2 separate regions of the Bicyclus anynana genome follow, and region 2 is linked to region 1. A link is a contact called in public Hi-C data. All regions are on one chromosome and are shown on one strand. Each heading gives the region's core, a stretch centred on a gene start, on an enhancer-like site or on the middle of the called end of the contact. The rest is flanking DNA. Distances are from core to core; before and after follow the strand shown. Region 1 holds the start of LOC112052049 (neurogenic locus Notch protein). Region 2 overlaps LOC112052049 (neurogenic locus Notch protein).

Region 1 (2,700 bases), core at 124-2,623:
TTTTTAGTTTAGTTTCTGATTTTAAAGTCGGTTCAATTTTTTCATGAATTTTTTTATTGTATTATTAAAATAAACTTCAAAGATGGGTCCAAACGTTACCTTATCGGCACTTTTGTTACCAATGGGGCAGACATCGTTCAAATACTTCTTGACCTGGGCTTCTTCGTCAGCTAACACTTCTCTGGCTTGTGCCAGTTCATACTGCCTCAGACGAATCTCCTTCTTGAGTGTATCTATGAGGTCACTGTTCTGTTTTTTCTCTGCTTCGTTTTCTTCGTAGTGGGATTTTCTTTGACCCTCTAGAAATAGTCCATCATTAACAACCCATATTCGGATCACTGTTGAGCATGTGTCTCCTCTCAGAATGAGAGGGGTTAGGCTAATATTCCACTGCTCTGGCCTAATGCGGATTGGCAGATTTCACATACGTAGAGAATAGTGCCTGCATACCTAAGAAAATTCTCAGGTATGCAGGCACCGAATTAGCGAATACATTGCCTATCTGTTTCTATCAATAGTTTGTGTTTGTTTGTACTTGCATTAACTGTGCGTATTGTGTTAAAATAAGCTAGATAGTAGGTACTCGCAACAATTTTTAAGCAGAAATTTAATTTGTGCTGAATTCAGTTTTCTAAAAGGGAAAGCTACAAACCTGATAGTTGAATTTTCTTTTTAATCTCAAATATTTTTGAATTTATAGTCGTTAGTCTGTCCTCTGATTCAATTTCAAAGGGATGTTTTTGATAACACATCGCCATTTTTGTTATTATTTAAAAGTATTTGCAGACTTAAGCTTGATGAAACCTAAACAAAAGTTATAGCAACGTAATTATTGATCAAACCAAAAATAGGTAACCGTTTTCTGAATGTAACTAATGATATGCAATATTCTAAATTAGCTATTGTATCCCGTTACATACGTTACAAGTTCAAAATTATTATTGTTAAAAGTTCAACGGACTAGATAACAATATTTCCCCTTCGAACCCACCCCTATAATTTCGCATTACAACGTGCAGAGCCATCTGTGTCGTGGATGCGAAACCGCTAAGTTCAAAAGCTCTCGATTGGTCGCCAGCGCCGAGTGGTGTTGAATTGCTTGATTTCTCCATTGAATCAACATTCCTTCGCGTATCTTTGTATGTGTGCGTGAATGCGTTCTCACGGTTTTTTAACGAAATCCGCTCAAATTTATGAAATAAATCAGCTATATTTACATACATCGCAATAAAATCTAATGAATACAGTCACTGTTCGGGCCCGGATGCCAAAATATCTATTGTTACAGCCTGCGCTTACGCACACCATAGCAAGGGCCGCCATTTTGATTTACCGTACGCTGTGTATTTACGAACAAAGCCGTCAGATGCGAGCAGGACGCGGCTGCGCGTGTTTCTACCGGGCTTTACGTTGCGTTTATTTGAACGTGTTTTACCGCTAAAATGACCAATACGCATGTGTATTCGACGTAACAACAGTTCAAAAACAAAATGAAGTGTCAGTTCTTACATTTAGTTCCGTGAAGTGATTATTATTTTGTGTTTAAACGACATAAAAGGAGTAAAACAAATGTGTGTGATCCATGTGTGAATGTTGTGCTACAAGATGTGGTCGAGAAACTTTATACCGGATTATGGGATTAACTTGCTCTCCATCGTCCTGCTGACCACCTTAGCGGCCACAATCCAAGGAGCCGAAGGTAAGTGTCCATGGCGCTTGTATGTAATTTTGAAGAGTTGTTCGAGCTTATGAAAGCGCGGCCGCAAGTATAACCCGGCCAAATAAAGTAGGCGGGTAACGTACGGAGCTTTCCGCCTTTCGACCGTCCCATCAATTTAGTCGCGTAAACTTGGTTCTCACAGTTCTAAAGAACTTGTGTAACTCGTCGTTTTAAAAACTGGAGTGAAGTGGCATCGCTTTTTTACATTATATTTAATTGTAGCTTGTTTGTCGTGTTTTAATTGTACGTTTAGAACTATAAATAAGATAGAAGTATATCGCGCGGATTTGCATGGCCAGTCCACACAATATTGCAGTTAAATTATTAAGTTTTATGTATACCAATGCATTTCTTTAATAAAAAAAATTGTACATTTCAATTTGCATCCAAGCCCCATTAAATAGATAATAAAAGTCTAGACCAACCTAGGTTACCTTAACAGTAAATGCCGCGAGTGCTGTCCGTTTTTATGTTTGAAAGTATCAAACTATAATATATGATCCATAACTAATATCTGATCTTATTATAACAATGCAAGAGGCAGTTGAAATTGCACACGCACGTAAAAAAATTATTGCACTTTTGAAGACTTTTACCGTGGAATTAATTCCAGTCAAGTTTGCTACATCTATCTACCGTCAAATTTTGGTTTACGGCGCGGAAATTACCTACTTACCAATATAAACACTTTGGCTTCTAGCTACACCGATTAATCTGAATTATTTTAACTACTTTACAATATACATATAGGTAAATAGATTGATTAATATAAAGGGTAAAAGATAATTTTTCTAACAAGTTTGCTACTAGAAATTAGGTAGCGTAATTATAATACTTAGCTAGTGATTATAGAAGGGAAGTAAATATAGAGACCTCATTCCGATACCTACTAATGCCACGCTTTACGCTGCCAAACGAATTGACTAAAGTAGTGACTATTAGTACAGTAGATGAGAAAGGTATATATTTTGGGCACGTAG
Region 2 (2,700 bases), core at 37-2,536, 160 kb after region 1:
TGGTATCTAATCAAGGTTGGCTTGGTTAGACTAGTGTATTCCAAACATATATGATATTTGGTAATTTGTTAATAAACATTAATTATAATTGGCTTCTAAAATAGATGTCTTTCGGGATTACTATATGTAAATAATTATAAAATTCTACACATGCTGTAACACCTATTTTAATTTCAGCCCTTTTATAAGATCTGAATCCAAAATATTTTTTATTACGTATATCTGATTGCTTAATAAGTTGTTGCTAAAAATCTATGCGTTGATTTTTCTACAATTTCACAGTGGTAGTTATGAATTTCAAAACTGCTGTTTTTAACTTTTGTTCAACGCTAAAGGGAACGGACTCATCATCGAGTGGTCATGGTTCGATCCCTGTTGGCTGGACAATTGTACCTATTCCTTACTCAGCCGTTTCCGATTAGTTTGAGGGGATTGGAAATGTTTGTCATATTTGAAAAATATGGCAAATATTCTTGAAAACAATATAAAAACTGTGTTTACGTAACTACTATGAACTGTGCACTATATACCCACATGTTTGCATCAACCTGAGCGCACTGTCAAGTACACAAAACATGTCATCGATGCAATGATGCGGATGGAACCACTCACTGGAACCGTCCCCTCATCACGTAACCCGACTAAATTGCGTAGAACACACATACAACCATTGCAGAATGAGGAAAGTGACTTCACAAATCGTCCGGTTAAGATCGAAGTTCGAGTGCTCTATAGTGCAGACAATTTGAAAAGGTACTTCGATCAAAGGACTATAAGGTAGGCCACATATGACAGACAGGCTTCATACGAAACATTCACAAAACCTAATTGATTGGGTTAGTGACAAAGCACAGGACCTTCTGTTCTGATACATGAGCTTACTTTATTATCAATAAAGCTTCAATTAAAAAAAGATATCTAAGGCTTTAACAGGAACTACTAAACTTTACGTTTGTGAAATGCACAAGCATAAGTTGTAGTAAAATACAGGTATTGATAATAACAATAAGCAAAGGATAATAAATTAGTATGAGTTATCAAATCATGAAATTCCAGACTTCCCTTAAAATACGTCTCTTGTAAAAATAATAATGAAATGGATGGAAATGAAAATATTGTATACAGAAATACTCACAATAAAGTATATAAACTATCTAAGTTTTTTCAAAGTATTATAATACAAGCGGCAAATTAAGAAAAATAGCAATATCTTAAGTCTATAGTCGTCCTAAACATTGTGCGGGTGCACATAAAACGGTCGGGTGATAGCGTTTATCTCACGCATGAGTGATCACAGACTGGTCTGGCAAGTGGACTAATAAGGGCAAACGTGCTCGGTATGACATTATACTTTTTTTACAAGGGATAAAACATAACCCTCAGGGCTTTGCACCCGAGGGTTTTTGTCTTAGCATGCAACCGTTAGTTCTTGTTGGCAACGGCTTGAAGTATTTTTGGAAATTTTTAGTTAGCATTATTAAGTTTCTTGCAACTTCTCGATCAGTAATAATAATACTCCAGTGGTAGATCAAATTTTGTAATTTGATTTAGTAGAAAATATACAGGTTTTCGTAACTGGGATTAGGATGGTATTTTGATTGAGAAATCATAATGTACCTGTTAATTATGACCTTTTCCTGAGACAAGATCACATATACTTACCTCCAAATCTGCTTTTAAATATATCGTCTGAATTGACTGTTATTTGTTCATGAAATAAAAACCAGTGGTCGTTGCGCTATTGTAAGAAGCAAAAAATTAATAGGTTAAAATAAAAACAAGACAAAAATCTAATTTATAAAACTCATTTGGTAAAGTAAACTTGATCGCTCTTACAAATGTAACCTAACTAATAACACCTCATAAGTTGAAATCCGTCAGACGTAGGATGAAGAGAGTTGCCAAGAATGAGACATTCATACGCCTCGAAAAACAATCCTTCAGAAGCTCAGACCAATTACCTTCTATCGCATTCGAATTCACCAACAAAATTGTCTGTCGTTTTTTGAGAGGGACGAGGTAGACTCAATATTTAACACCAATAAATATATACTGTGTCCTTGTACTACACACACACAACTATAAATTTTAAATCGTTATACACACACGTGTAATTTTAACACAATGAGACATCGATTCTCTTGACACAGTTTGTATGAACACATTTGATCATGATCAAATAGTTTTGACGGAGAGGTAACCTCTAGCGAGGCAGTTCTAGTAGAAGGTTTTTGGTCTTTTCTGTTTGGAAGCAGTAAGGTAGAAAAAAAAAACTCAAACATATTCAAAAGAGTCAGCCATACATTCAAATTCAAATATGCGCATAAACCTACATTAGGTGCGCCCGCGCTGCGCCGGACATTCTTATTGTGGCTTGTGATCCCAAATCGTGACGATTCCATTTGGTGCAAGTCACAAGCAGTCACGTGAATAAAGTTAACTAACTGTTAACTTTACCAAGTTTGTTAGTTAACCAAGAATTAGGAAGTATGGATAGTGCTTTTAGCCCTAGGATTAAAATATTTATTAAAACTTTGTGTATGTAATATTAACGGGTTTAATTAAGGCTAACCGTGGTGATGGGGGGAATTCCTTCCAAACCGTATTTTGATGGCGCGTCAGGAAATAGCATTCTCTATGATGATGATGATCCTAATTTATCCATTCTTCAGAAATGGGCGTTGAAATTGAAAATTATTG

What was found. Hi-C and Micro-C count contacts between places; a contact is called where the count stands out from the background.
Region 2: a Hi-C map of whole larva shows a contact between it and region 1, with 2.9 times the contacts expected there. The contact joins the enhancer-like site here to the promoter of LOC112052049 in region 1. A contact is called at or near these places in 2 of 2 Hi-C or Micro-C datasets (whole body and whole larva).

The regions. Positions count from the first base shown.
Region 1 is chr4:16,871,996-16,874,695 of ilBicAnyn1.1, forward strand. LOC112052049 (neurogenic locus Notch protein) reads left to right here and starts at 1,374. Exons shown (of 33, transcript XM_052881334.1): 1 at 1,374-1,699. The coding sequence starts at 1,591. LOC112052041 (myosin-11) reads right to left here and starts at 1,188. Exons shown (of 11, transcript XM_052881335.1): 1 at 653-1,188; 2 at 100-299. The coding sequence starts at 758.
Region 2 is chr4:17,027,410-17,030,109 of ilBicAnyn1.1, forward strand. The region is part of intron 8 of LOC112052049 (neurogenic locus Notch protein); the gene reads left to right. Among protein-coding and RNA genes, the nearest start is that of LOC128198068, 17 kb to the left of the region's middle. Within about 2 kb of position 1,287, at least 8 of the 8 cell types and tissues checked have open chromatin away from gene starts, as enhancers often do.